2 separate regions of the Mus musculus genome follow, and region 2 is linked to region 1. Evidence: chromatin contacts called from public promoter capture Hi-C data. All regions are on one chromosome and are shown on one strand. The core of a region is the stretch at or near the end of the contact, and the rest is flanking DNA. Distances in the headings are between cores, read along the strand shown. Region 1 overlaps Fbxo21 (F-box protein 21). Region 2 overlaps Plbd2 (phospholipase B domain containing 2).

Region 1 (7,357 bases), core at 2,091-4,590:
TTCTTATTAGAAAGTAGATGGAGAGGCTGGCAAGAAAGGTACCAAGCCTGAGTTTTGATCACTACAATCCACACTGGTAGAAAAAAAGCCAATTGTTATAAACTACCCTTTGACCACCTCATGCACAGGGCACCAGAGCCTGAGTATACGCTGATGAACAAGACAAACAATAACACAAAATAAATACACAACAAATTGGCTGGACAGGCTCCATGAGATTTAGATGCCAGGTATGTGGCATCTAAATCTGCGACCCAAGGAGGCGGTGGAGCCTTCCATCAAAAGCCATCTGTGGGTACAGAGCCATTGTAGATGCATGCTCCTCCAGCCTTTAGCCTCAGCACCACAAGAACAAAAGATCCTCTCAGGAGGCAGAGGCAGAGAGGGGCTGTAAGGGAGGCCACCCTGGACCACACAGTGAGACTGACTGCCGTAAGAAAAAAGAGAAAAGTCAAAGTCGGATGGAGGCGGTGGCAAGGCCTGGCTGTGCCCTTCTCTGAGACCAGTGGCCACTGCTGCTCACTGCCCAGGTCTAACTGAACCAGCCCTGCCAAATTAATCAGTGAGGCTGGCTGCGAGCTCCTCCCCGATTCTTCAGTTTCCTGATGGTATGAGTGCTCAGATTATCCCTTTTGCTCATTTTCTCAGTGCTGCGTCCCGATTCTCCTTCAATGCCCGAGTAATGCTCTCGAAGACCGTCTGCTGCACCCTGCCACACCTTTAGCCCACGGAGGCCTCACACAGGCCCCACACTGAAGTGAGGGGCTGACGGCAGTCTTGCTGACTTGGCTCTAAAGTGCCAAGAAGCTCTGGGCTCATCTTGTACATTTCTGACACAGGCCTGAGAAGCAGCCATGTCTCCATGACCCTGGCCTGCACTGGGGAAGCAAGCGGGACGGCCATGTCTACTCCGCTGGTCATGGGTTCGCACGGACACTGTCAATTCAAATTCAGAGGTAAAAGCTTTGACCTCCTTTTGCCTCCTGCATGTATCTGTACTCCTGAACAACACTGCGCTCACAACATGAGCTAACAGGATGGCCACTCACTGGCTTCACTACACACTTTCATCTTACACACAGCCTGGCCTCAGTATAAGGAGCAGTTGTCCTGTCATTTGCCCGAATATGAAAGCCGCTGACTATTCTGCGTATGATCTTCCCACTGTCACCGCTCAATTCCCGTTCTTATTAAAGATACATTTAGGTTTGTTATTGTGTGGACAAGTGTGTGAGTGTGTGTGTGTGTCCACCTGTGTGTGTGTGAATGCACACCATGAGGCATATGGGATTGTCAGAAGACAACTTGCAGGATCCAGTGTGTGGATGCCAGGGATGGCACTCAGGCCCTCAGCAAGCATCTTCATGTGTTGAACTGGCTCAGTGTTCTTCCAGCTAGTGACTCCCGCCTTAGTCAGGGCTCCTGCCCTAACCACACACACACAGCACTGTCTCCTGGGCAGGTTGCATTTGCATCCAGGAGGTCAAGTTAAATACATTTAGTGCTCACTGGGAGGCTTGAGTCAGACTACCTCTGTGGTTTTGAGTTTTAAACTCCATTTCTAGCAGAAGTGTCAGAAAGAACCCAAAGTCTGCTTTCTTCCAAGTTGACAAGTTTGTCTTTGGCCTTTAGACTTGGAAGTCAATTCAGCTGGATATAAAAATCGTTGGCTGGCATTTTCTTTACATCTTGGAGTAACTTTTTCCCCTGGCAGAAAGTGCTGGTGTTGAAGTCTGAGGATACAGTCATTCTTTTGCATAGAAGTAACTTCCATCTATTTTGCCTGGATACCCAAAGGCCCTTTCTGATTCTAAACTCCAGTAACTTGTTTACAAGTGTCTCGCTGGGCACTGGCCACTCAAGCCACTTTCTCAGTCAGGCACAACACAAGCTCTGTGGTAAACTATTTCTGCAGGCTGTGCTTTTTGCGGACCACAGAACAACACAGGTGCAGTCATCCCAAACTCAGAGAGGGGCACTTGAGTATCTACAGAAACTGCTCGCTCCCCACTGTGCATGCAAACAGGGTTACAGGGTGCAGACTGGCCACTCCAAACATTCTAAGAGGCACAACATTCCTTGTCATTACACGTGAGTCCCACCAAGGGTAATGCTGTTTCAACCTTGTTTTGAGCTACCGACACAGACTTTCCAGGCTATACACTTTCAGTTTTTCTGATGACCTAACTAGTCCCAGATTTTAACATTCCTCGGGAGAGTGAATTCCAAGGTGTTTCCCACGATGGTCAATGGGCCAGGCAGAGTCACTCTCCACTTTCCTGTCATGGCAGCCTCTGAAGAACACTCGTGGCTTCCCAGCTGGCCTGGCAGCCAGTTACAGTGTCAGCTGCTCACTCTCCACAAGTACATTTTGAGTGGAAGGCTGACTTGCCAGATTCCAGCTGTGTACCCTGTTCCAGGCAGTACTTCCTACTCAACAGTTTGCCTCCCTCTCCTACTGGGGTCCTCTCCTCCATCCCCCTGCTCAGGGATGTCTCCACAGACACAAGCTCCTTCACAGTCTGCCCCACTAACTCACAGTGCACGCGTCCCGTGACACTTATTTAAACACTTTTCCCCTGGCTCTTCTTATAGATTAACTTTTCTGTACTTATTATATGACAGCATTATCCAGTTGGAAAAACAACTGAATACAATAAAGACCTTCTCACTCCTACTTTGGTTGCCTCTTTGTGTCTCCTGGAACACCACTGCATTGGGTATTAATCTGGGGAAAACCAACATCTTTGTGATAAGTTTTTACACATTTCTCAACACACTGCAACACTCTGACCTAGGAAACTTATTCCCAACCCACATGGCCAAGAACTTAAGCCTAGAGAGTAGACACTGTAGCCACTGCAAGCAGCTGTCTGCCAACCAGGGAGTCCCAGGAAGACAGAGGGTAGCTGTTACCTAAGGGACCTCCTCCATTAACAGCCGACTGGGACAGACCTCTTGGGGTAACGCTGAGAAAAGTAGAGAAGGGTCTGCTTCTCACACAGCCCCTATTTTGCCAAACAACAATCCCTCTCCACCTTATCATGTGGTTAGGATAAAACAAGCCAAAGCAGGTCACTATCAAAAACCACACAGGTGGGGCCAGACAGATGACTCAGCAGTTAAGAGCACTGGCTGCTCTTCCAGAGGACCTGGGTTCGATTCCTACCATCCACATGGCGGCCCATAACTGTAACTCAGGCTCTGGGGGATCTGACACACACATGCAGGTTAAATGCCAGTGAACATTAAACAAACAAACAAACAAGCAAGCAAGCAGGTGAGGCGAAGAGTTCAGGGCCAGAGTGATCACTTGGCCCTGGCTTTGACATTCAACAGTACACAAGCAAAGCCACGGGGCTGGAGTCAGGAAAGGTCAACATAAAAGCAGGAAGTGGGAAGGACAGGGAAAGAGTGCAAATAAGAAAAAAGTTCACCTCTAACAAACTAAAGCCAACAAACCGCACCGCACACATGCCATGCCTAACGGCCATTACAAGACCACACGATACTGTCAGTGCATACTCCAGTGTACATACATATAAACCTACACACTGACAGGTTAGCAGGTCCGGGGAAGCTCCCAGGCACTGAATGATGGCACTTCACCTCTTCCCAACTCCCCACCCCCCACCCCCAAAACACTGTCCCCTCCGGACATTCATCTTTATCTCCAACTTTTAGAATAGAAGGTCTCTCCTTAGGCTGCAAGTCAAGTCACCAGTGTACTGGAAATGAAGCTTTTCGGCAGAAAATACAAAACATACCCATTCAAAACAACAGTAAAAGATAAGGGGTCATTTTTATGTTAAGCGATGATATGTCCATGACTGCACTGAGAAGGTCAAAAGAGGGTTCAGATTCTGTGGCACTGGTGTTATTGGCGCTGGGAGCCACCCAATGTGAGTGCTGGGAACTGAAGTCAGGTCCTATGTCCAAGTGGAGCAGTTCATACTGAGCTGTCTGTCTCTCTAGCCCGCAAGGGGCTCTTCTTAATCAGAAGTGTGTCTGTGGAGAACACAGGCTCACCTTCCCCTGCCCCTTAAATGGGCCCCCCATGGCTAAGTGCATGTAGGGAATTACTATTTAGATACCTACAAGAAAAGAGGTCTTCCCGTGCTCAGTAAAGCCACACGTGAGCGTATATAGAGGCCTGTGGTCGATCAAAGGTCTCATTCCTCACGAGTCATATGCACTAGCTTTAGAGACAATCTCTCGATGGAGTTTGGTACTCTCTGTGTGCCTAAGCTGGTGGCCATCAAGGCCAGCACTAGAATGGCCACTGCATGACACGGGAGCTCAGATTTGGGTCTTCACTGACTGTCTCCCCGGCTCCCCTGACATTTTTTTTTTTCAAAAGACTTTATCTGTATCCCAGGATGTTCTGAAGCTCACTATGCAGCGCTCTCTCAAAGCTGCCGCTTCTCCTGCCCCGACCTCCTGAGCACTGGGACTTCAGGGGTGAGCCACCTGTCAACTGTGCACCCCGGGAGTAGGTGTACACAAAGCTTCTCAGAGCATAACTGTGGCATAACATAAACTATCTGGAAACACCGCAGCTCCCTCGCTCGCTCGCGCAATCTCTCTCTCTCTCACTCTCTCTCTCTCTCTGCCCCACAGCAATTCCCTCTGCAGTTATCCTGGTGAAGCTGTGCCTTACCTTCCTTCCATGTTTAGGATACACACCAGCTCATCCTCAAAAAAGATCTCTGGGCCCTCAAGGTTTTCAATGTCACTGAAGCCATTACAGGGGACCTGTGGAGAAGACACACACAGGAGGCCTCAACCATGAGTTAGCGTGGCTGACCCTGGCAGACACATAGCTGAGAGTCCCAAGGGAGGGAGGCCACACATAGAGCAGTGACAGCGGCTCTTACACACAGCCTCCTAGGGCCTCCAGGGCAGAAAGCAACCAACATGGCAGCCACGGCACATTCAGACCTGGCACCCGTGGCTACAGCCTCACACTCACACAGTCCGAGTTTCCGAGCCTGCTAAGGAGATAGATGTGTGTTAAGTGGATGGTATGTGTGTAGAAGTGGTGGTCCATTAAGACTCTTGGGTTAACATCCTGGGATTTTTCCCAGTTTCCCTTTTGAAAGCAGCCAGTGTTTCAGGTTGATTTGTGTGCACATGGAGAAAACAAGAAAACCAGTGTGCTGAGCCAAATTGATCACCCATCTATGCATCCACCTCTAACTGTGCCCCTGCTGCGTTCAAAGTCCACCACACGTTCTAATTAAGTAAGCAGTGACACAGGGAAGGGGGGGGAGTAGAGTTCACCGATCCATCATTATTAGAGAAAAGCACACACAACCACAGGTGGATCCCAGGGAGAGCCTGTGAACCAGTGGCTTGTGACTAACTGTATCCCACATGCCCCGCATCAAAACACCTGTGTGTGCGCACATTTAAGCCAGGACTGAACACTTGTAGTTACTGACTGGCAGGGGCACTGTTCCAGACTGAACCAAACCTTGGTTCATTCTGCCGTTAACAAGCATTTCTATAAACAAATTGGGGGGTGTCTATTTGTAGTTCCCATTGGGGACTGAGTTAAAAATGTGTTCAAAGTTCAGATCTGCTCTTTCAAAACTTGAAACGCCTTGAAAACGCTGCTCATAAACTCCTTTAACAGCAGAGTGGGAAATCAGAACTAACCTTCAGAAAATAACCTTCACCAACCTAGAAGAACTAAACAAGCACTGTCAGCTACACTGGTCGGCTCACAATCTGCAGGGACTGGAAATACGAGAGGGGACAATTCCCTAGCCCTACAAAAAGTAGTGAATGGAACGGACACCGATTTCCATGGGACATTTCTGGACAAGGGAGAAAAACAACGACTAACTCCGAACCTGAAAAGAAACACACATCTCAGCCCTTACAGAAAAGCGACACACGACTCGAGCCAGGCTTGAGGCTGCCTCCTGGGAATCGCAGTCCTCAGGAGGCTGGACGGGAGTTCAAGGCCAGCCTGGGCCGCATAGTGAACCTCCTCTCTCGGAACAAAGAGCCACAGTGATAAACAGAAATGCTCAATGGCTAGGAGCAGCTACGGCAGCTTTTAACCTTGGTTCCTTAAAAAGGCAGTTCCCTGCACGGCATGCACTTCTGCAGCCTCCCTGGGAAACAGGCACCAAGAGGTTGACAGTGCATAAAGCGCCTAACAGTCTCAAAGAGTAAGGCTTCTCTGGACCTAGTGGACACCGCCCTGTGTCCCTTTCCGCTCCTCAACACCCCACTCCCTCTGGCTTTAAAAAAAGTAGGGCTAGCAGGGACAAATGGCTCCGTGTTGTTGGACGGGAGGAGAGGGGACACAATGACTCTTATAAGCATGCAAGCAAAGGGCTGTGTGAGCAGTGAAAAGGGAAATAGGAACAAGAGCTGAAAAGCTATGGCAGGCACACACGAACGAGCGCGTGCGCGCACGAACACACATACACACACACACACACACACACACACACACACACAGAGCATGACCAAGCCTGATGCTTACGTGCTCTGAAAAGAACCGCTTGGAGAAGGAAGCTACAATCTTCCGGGCTTCTAACCCAGCTTTCTGCCGAACTTTATATTCCTCTAACCAATTGACGTAGTCGGTGGGGCTGTAGTGCTTCATCAGGGAGGGCCACCTATAAGGGGGGGGGGGGGAGAGAAAACACCCTTTCTCAGCTCCGCAGAGACTGCAAAAAACCACGGAGGAGTCTGCGGGCAAGGGGGGGGGGGTGGACTTGGCAGAGGCTCTAGTTGCAATAATCATAGCGTATGCAATGCATTCCCTCACTACTCAGATGCAGTGACCTTGGCGTGGCGACACGAAAGGCAGCGTTTCTACCACCAGTAGCCGCCGCCCCCCCTCCGCCCCCCAATCTCTGCGCTGGCCACAATCACAGTGATGCTAACGGTTCTCGTGGATGGCGCGCCTCCCTCAGCATCAGGCCCTGCAAACCCGGGCCTCATCTTATTTGATTCCCCATAATGGGAAAAAAAAAAAAAGGAGGGGGGGTCTCATCACCGACCAGGAGACCCAGGCTCTGGAGAAGGGAGGTGGACCGACATCACCCCCTCCACCCCCAAGGTCACGAGCTGGACTGGCAGGTCCGATGCCGGCATCCTAAGGAGCTAGCCAGGAATGCACGCACCGCTGCTTTGCCTGCACGTCAACATCCTGCAGCGGCCACAAAAGATGCGCCTCCTCCTGCAGCCGGGAGGCGCGTGAAGGCCGCAGCCCCCCGGGGCGGAGCGCTCCGGAGGCCCCGGCCTCGGGCGGCTGCCGCGACCCCATCGGAGCTCCGGAGGGGGCCCCCCGGGCTGCAGGCAGGCCTTTGTCTGCGGCCGCGGGAAGAGGGCG
Region 2 (7,357 bases), core at 1,343-3,842, 2.5 Mb before region 1:
TTACCCGTGTCCCCTGCTTCATTCTCTATTCTTCTTTGCACCCCCCTGGTGCCCCCTTCTCAACTAAGTGGCCCATAGTTCCCCTCTGCCTTCATGTCTGTTCCCCCAGTTCAGGGCTTTTTGGAAAGATTTATTTATATTAAGGGGAGATAGATAGATAGATAGATAGATAGATAGATAAAAAATTTGGGTGCCCAAGGAGGCCAGAAGAATGTCAGATCTCTTGGAGCTGGTGTTATTTCATAGAGGTGCAGGGAACCAAACTCTGGTCCTTCACAAGAGAAGAAAGGGCCACGGCACCATCTTTCCAGTCCCATTTTAAGGTGTTTAGAGACGGTGGCCCAGGCTGATTTTTGAGATCCTCCTGCCTCAGCCTCCTAGGCTGGGATTACAGAGGTGTGCCCCCACCACCACTGTCCTGATACTGGCAATTAAACCTGGGACCTCCTACATGTTGGGGAAGCGCTCTCCTACTGATCTCTACTCCCAGGCATCTTCATACTGTTTGTTTTGAGGCAGTCCCACAAGCTTGCCTAGCCTGACCTTGAACTCACTCTGTAGTCCAGACTGGCCTTGAACTTGTGACCTTACTGCCTCAGCCTCCCGGGCACTGATAGACATCACCAGCTAGCTCCTACTTTTGTTAAACTAGCTTTCCTGCATGTGTCAAGTCCCCAAAGAGCACAATCTCTTGCTTATCCGGTTTGGAACCATCAAAACAGCAGTCCCTGTCTGGTGTTCCACCTTTCAGAAATCAGCCTGGCTGTGGGTAGCAGCTTTGCCTACACTGAATGAAGTGGATACTCATTTTGAGAAATTACTAGTTATCAACTTATAGACTGAAATCCACTCAGGGTCCAGTGGCCACTATTTGACTTTGTATTCCATTGGTGACCCAGGAACATGCAAGGGGTGTCCCAAGTGGTTTTAAGAACACCCAATGTGGCAGATGTGTAGCTGGTTATTGCTACTTGTGGGTTCTTCTTTTTCTCACCCTTTTTCCTCGCCCCCGAAGGGGGTGGGGAGGGAAGGATGGAGGGAGAAAAAGAGAGAGAGAGGGAGAGGGAAGAAAAGAGAGAGAGAGAGAGAGATCCCTGAATCTAATTTCTTTCTTGTTTCTTCTTTGAGCACAACTACTAACAAGCTGCAACCAACACTCCTGATCAACCAACAACCACCCACCCTGCCTCTCAGGGCTCTAGTATTTAAATGACTCTGAAAAATTCCCAGAATTCCAAATGTCACACTATTGTAGACAACTGGCTGCTGGCAAAATCACACCCCTGCTAGATCATGAGGCAAATCATAGTCAGCTGCTGTGGACAGTCTGAAGCAGCCCCATATCCCCGCACCTGGGGTTAAAATGAAAACATTAACAAAAATTCTTGTTTTTTTTTGAAAGAAACCAAAATTCCAAACTCTTCACTATGTAGCCGGGACTGGGCTGAAGGCCTGTCCTGGTGGAGCAGTGACTGACAGTGACAGGGGCAGGGCATGGGTCCTGGGAGGTGAAGGCTCTCATTAAGGTTAAACAGCCTTTTAACCAAGCTGGGAGTAGCATTTGAATCCAGCTCTGTCTGGCCCAAGCCTCCAGTCAGGGCAGTTTGCTCTATTGCTGCATCCTGCGGATGGGTAGGGCTCCTGTGCAGCCCCTCAGGTAGGGCAGGACAGTGGGCAGTGGCCTGCAAAGTACAAGGAGGCAGGGAGCGCTAGTGGGGCCTGGGCATGAGCAGGATTTGGTGCGTGTCCCTGTGGGGAGGTTTCTGGTGGGGTGGGGTGTGGCCAGAAGTTACCTTTGGCAGCGGCCCAGAGAGTGTGGGGATTTGGCATTTTGCAACAAACCAAACCAAACAAATAAAAAACAAACAACCCCCACATCATGGCGTGGGCCCCAGTCAGGCCTGTGACGTGATGTCTCGGTGTTTTGGGGACACAGGTACTTGCCCACCCAAGTGTGTCTCAGTTTCTGCAGCTGTAAAGTGGACGTGTTGGTTTCACTTCACTGTAAGGAAATACCCAAGCCAAGGAGCTCATAAAGCTTCGTGGCTCTTACGGTTCCTGGCAGAGCAAGACGCTCCCTTCATGGGCCAGAAGGCAAACACGGAGGAGGACGAGAGCAGGGTCCCAGAGTCCCCTCCAGGACAAGCCTCAGAGACCTTAGGCTTAGGCTGTGCCTCTAGCCCTTGCCTCCCAGCAATGCCACCCAGTGGACTGACCCCTCGCAGCTTCTGAACAGCAAGCCCAGGCTGGGCCACTGTGTGGGGATGGCACCTACCCTGCCTCGCTCAGCACTGGAGGCTGCAGTATGTCCACTGTCTGATGCTGCTCACTGGCCTGAGCCACGGGTCAGCAGCCCCCACTCCCACTCCCAGGAAGCATCAGCTGTGAGCCCTGGCCGTTCTGGGTCAGGCTGACCTTGGTGGGCTCACCCGTGCTGCAGCAATCAGCTGGCTGGGTGGTCTGGGATAACCTCATTCACACCCAGCAGCTGGAGGGCAGGCTATGCTGGCTGTGGCTTCCTTCCCCTAGCAGGCAAGCCCGAGCTCATGCACACCGCACCTGGGCATGCCAGCAGCCTGGCACACTTCTCTGGCCCAGTGAGTCAGCAGGGGGACTTGTTTTTGTTTCCTCCGTGCTTGGAACAGAGCGGGGAGCTGCACACACACATTCCTCTGACTGAGAGTTTGGTACTCGTTTGCAGTGTCTGGAGTCACCCTAGCAGGCCAGAGGCTAAGGCTAAGGTGTGTGAGCCTGTCTAAAGATCCCAGCAGTGGCTGGGGATGTGGCTGCATTCGGAGAGTTTGCCTGCCGGGCACGGGTTCCATGTCCAGCATTGTATAAGCTTGGTAGTGCACACCTGTAATCCAGCACTTGGCAGGTGCAGGCAGCAAGATTAGGTATTTAAGGCCTGCTCGCATGTGGACGACCGCACCTCTAAACAACTCTGAACAGAGGAAAGCAAAATCAGACCTCGTGGGCTGGGCTGAGGTCCAGTAGCCGCTGGCCTTGCAGAACATTTGCTTGGCCTCCCTGAAGCCCAGGGTCCAATCTCCAGTACCATACCACCGACAGAAACAACCCAAGACCCCCATGTTTGATGGCAGAGCACACTGCTCAATCCAGGCCCCAGCAACAGAGGCGGTGCAGTGTAATCTAGACCTTCCAAATCACAGGCCCCAGAGTAGGGAGACCTAAGAGGAGGGGGGCTGGGAGCCTCGGAGTAGAAGTGGTAGTCCTCTAGCCCGGGGGCTGCTCCTCAGGGCCCTGCACAGAGAGCAGCTGGCCTGTCCTCTCTCCACAGCTCATCTACATGCACTGGATGAACACGGTGGTCAACTACTGCGGCCCCTTCGAATACGAAGTCGGCTACTGTGAGAAGCTTAAGAACTTCCTGGAGGCCAACCTGGAGTGGATGCAGAGGGAAATGGAGCTTAACCCGGACTCTCCGTACTGGCACCAGGTGGGCCAGGCCACCCTGCTCTCGGGAGGGAAGGTGGCTCTTTTGAGTGTACTTGTCTCCTGTGCAGTCAGTCCCTGGCTGGCCCTGAGTGAACCAGAAACCCAGCCCAATCTAGTGTCTGTCAGCATCTGCACCCCTCCCCCCCAAGCCATCATCCTTCCATCTGTCCGCTTGACGGACCTCCAGCTGCCCATTCTGGCCCAGATGCCCAGTCCTGCTTTCCTGCTGTCAGAGAACCTAGCTAAGTGGCGGCATGTGGCTCTCACTGTCAGGAAGGCAACAGAAGGCTGGACACGGGCGAGCACTATTTCAGAAGAGGGAAGAGAGAGATGAAAGCACACAGCATAGCCAAGCCTGGCGTTCCCTCCCTGGGCTGAGCTTAGACTTAGACAGACTGGATGCTAAGGCTCAGGTCCTGGGCTGCTGGCGCAGTTGTCAGTGCAAAAGCCACAGACTGTGAATTCTCTACAGGCATGAGGGCTTAGCTGTGCAGCACAGGCAGTGAGTGGCCTCTGTGGATGACCCTGCTGCCTGTTTGCGTGCCCTCTAGTATTCATGCTGTTTCCCCCCCCACACACACACACACATGGTTCTCCCTGCCGACCCATCTCCTGCCCTCGCTGCTTCAGATTCTCTTCCCTCACGTACCTACCCACCCTTCCGTATGTCTGCTTACCCACCAACACATAGCAACCCGTCTATCCCATGTGCCTGCTCCCTTCTGTCCCATTCATCTGTCAGTCTATCCATCCACCCACCCTTCTGTCTGTCTGTCCATCTGTCTATCCTCTCCCTCCTGTTGATCCATTCCCATCCTGTCTGCCCATCTATCTTGTCTGTACTTAAGATCCTGGTGTATGCCCAGCACCAGTCAGGACCCAGTGAGGATCACTGTGATGCCTCCAGTTCAATTGCTGAGGTGGAGCAGGCACAGGTGCCGGGGCAGCCACACAGCCAGCATCTAAGACTAGGGAGGTGTTGACAGGGGTTCTGGCCAAACTGGAAGGCTTTGAGGAAGAGATGGCTTTTGACCAGGTTCTTAATTGAGGGTGACTTGGGATCAGCATGAGGATGTGTCATAGTGTTTATTCACTGAAAGCAGGAGAGGGGTCAGGGTTGGCTGGAGCCTGTGGAGCACCCCTGAGCCAGGTCAGAGCCCCTGCTATTATGTAGAATTGGTAAACTGGGGGGCGGGGGGCTCATTCTCCCTCTGCCCCTCCCCTAGGTGCGGCTGACCCTCCTGCAGCTGAAAGGCCTGGAGGACAGCTATGAAGGCCGTTTAACCTTCCCAACTGGGAGGTTCACCATCAAACCCTTGGGGTTCCTGTAAGTGCCTCCCCCCCCCCCCCAGCCTGCGCAGGGTGGGTAAAGGAACCATGAACTTCATACTTGTCCCAGTTCCATGCCAGCTCTGCCACTTCCTACTCCCAGAACCCAGAAAGCCTCAGTTGTGACATGGCGCAAAGTAGCTGCTGGCCCTCCCATCCTCCCTCTTAAGCCTGCTGCAGATCTCTGGAGACCTGGAAGACCTAGAGCCAGCCCTGAATAAGACCAACACCAAGCCTTCCCTGGGCTCCGGTTCATGCTCTGCCCTCATCAAGCTGCTGCCTGGCGGGCATGACCTCCTGGTGGCGCACAACACGTGGAACTCCTACCAGAACATGTTACGCATCATCAAGAAGTACAGGCTGCAGTTCCGGGAGGGGCCGCAAGGTGGGAGGAGGGAGCATCCTTGAGGGAGGGTGGGCATGCGCATGTGCACAGGGGCAAGGCTTTGAGCGAAGTTCTGGAGCAGCTGGGGGATTTCTTACTTGGCAAGCAAGGCGTTTCTTTCAGCTGGCTCTCAAGGTTACCACCACCATCTACCCCTCTGCCTGCACCTACCCTCCTACCTTCTCCTGACTCTATCTATTCCTGGGCCTCTTGCCCAGAAAGCGCTGTGCCTCGGAGCTCCATACCTCAGCTGGCCTTGAACTCTAGTGTGTGCCCAACATAGACCATCGCCCAGTGAGGCAGGCAAACAGAGGCAATGGGGAGAAAAAAGTTGCTCATAGTGGGGTGGCACTGAATTAGAAATCCTCCTGCCTCAGCTTCTGTCTTACTGGGATGACAGGCACTCACCAAGATTTCTTACATTTTTAACCCTTCAAAACCCTGTTTGAGTGCTGAGGATAGAGTTCCATGGCAGAATGCCTGCCTGCCTGAGCAGGTCTCCCTGAAACAGTACCAGGACACTTTGTGGAAGCCGTGTGTAGAGGAAATCCTGCCAAGCAGTGAGGCCCTCTTGTATGTGCTGCCCACAGCCCTTGGGAGGTCCTTGCTGCAAATTGATTGTTTTCTTTCTTTCTTTTTTCTTTTCTTTTGTTTTTTCGAGACAGGGTTTCTCTGTGCATTCCTGGCTGTCCTGGAACTCACTCTGTAGACCAGGCTGGCCTCGAACTCAGAAATCCGCCTGCCTCTGCCTCCCAAGTGCTGGGATTAAAGGCGTGCACCCCCACTGCTGATTGTTTTCTTGTGCTATCCTAAGGTCCCTTTTGATTTTGCATTGCTTTGTTTCTCCTGTAGTATCAGTTGTCAACAGTCGCCCCACCACAGACCCTTTTGATGAAGTTAGATCCATCTACACTTTTAAATGAATGTATCTATTTGCACCTTTTAAAATCTAATTCTCCATTCAGCAGTGTTTAAGGAAAACTCGTTTCCAGCTACACTGAGGAGTATCTTGCTGTTCATCACATTGCAAGTTTGTTAAGGGACCAGTAGAGACAGTCAGCAGGGCAATCCCCTGCAGCAGGGTGCTTCCCCCAATCCTTCTCCCTCTCCTCCATCCTCCACCTGCCCTCTTTTCTTCCTCCTCCCTTCTCCCCTCCCCCTCTCCTCCTTCTCTCATTCCTCTATCTCCTCACCTTCCTCCTCCTCCACCTCCTCCCCTTCCTTTCTGAGTCAGAGTCTCTCTATGTAGCCCAGGTGGCTTTGAACTTGGGTCCTCCTGATGGTGGCATTCCAGTCAGGTGCCACCTACACATTTCATTTGAAGGGATGAGAGTGGCCTCCCGAGGACTGCTTATCTCTCACTTGAGGCCCCTGCCTTGTGGGATGGGGGATGGGTGACCTACAGAGCCCACCTGACCAACTCCTCCCCCACTATCCCCAGAGGAGTACCCCCTGGTTGCTGGCAACAACTTGGTTTTCTCGTCCTACCCGGGCACCATCTTCTCCGGAGATGACTTCTACATCCTGGGCAGTGGCCTGGTGAGTGGCTGAGTCACATGCTCCCTGGGGACATGGGACATAGAGGCTCTGGGGACAGCGAGAAGATGAGGCTTGCAGGGCTTTTGAGCTCTGAGAGCACTCAGGCCCTTGGGGCCCTTTGCAGAGCCTGAGTGCAGTGACCTTGTTTCTGTGTTCAGTGCAGACAACTCCTTTTTGGTCAGTGACCTTGCTCTGCCCTGCCTTTCCCTCCCCCCACCCCTAACCTGGCCCTGTCCTGAGGAGCTGTTTACAGCATTTTGTTTCTCCTTCTCCTCTGGCTGCCATCCAGGCCCCTTTAGAAATCTGTTCCTGGCTGGCGCCTGAGATCTCACACTGATGCTGCCAAGAGACTCACTCACTCAGCTGTAGTGTGCCCTGGGCGCATTAGATACGCGAGGGGCACTGTTAGGCATGGTGGGGCTCATGTCCCTGTGTTCCTACTGTGGCAGAGGCAGCCCCTGGGGACCTTAGTCACAGGACTCCCGGACCAACAAGCTTCCCTCACCTCCCATAGGGTTGGAGAGAGACAGAGAGAGACAAAGACAGAGACAAACAGAGACAGGCAGAGAGGGAGAGAAAGAGGTGGGGAATGGAACCTTGGGTCTCGTTATTGACCCAGCACAGGAGGCCAGGGAACTCACTGCC

The links. Promoter capture Hi-C pulls out the DNA fragments that hold promoters and counts their contacts.
Region 2: a contact with region 1 is called in a promoter capture Hi-C map of liver, with 6 times the contacts expected there. The contact joins two enhancer-like sites. A contact is called at or near these places in 2 of 39 promoter capture datasets (both in liver) and 1 of 9 other capture datasets (adipose tissue).

What each region holds. Positions count from the first base shown.
Region 1 is chr5:117,977,139-117,984,495 of GRCm38.p6, reverse strand. It overlaps Fbxo21 (F-box protein 21), which reads right to left. Exons shown (of 12, transcript NM_001346588.1): 2 at 6,503-6,638; 3 at 4,661-4,755. Among named protein-coding and RNA genes, the nearest start is that of Fbxo21, 4.0 kb to the right of the region's middle. Within about 2 kb of position 3,340, at least 10 of the 459 cell types and tissues checked have an H3K27ac peak or open chromatin away from gene starts, as enhancers often do. A contact at or near this core is called in liver, where this site is marked.
Region 2 is chr5:120,490,481-120,497,837 of GRCm38.p6, reverse strand. Plbd2 (phospholipase B domain containing 2) reads left to right here. Exons shown (of 12, transcript NM_023625.4): 3 at 3,302-3,460; 4 at 4,686-4,786; 5 at 4,959-5,173; 6 at 6,615-6,712. Among named protein-coding and RNA genes, the nearest start is that of Plbd2, 9.5 kb to the left of the region's middle. Within about 2 kb of position 2,592, at least 66 of the 459 cell types and tissues checked have an H3K27ac peak or open chromatin away from gene starts, as enhancers often do. A contact at or near this core is called in liver, where this site is marked.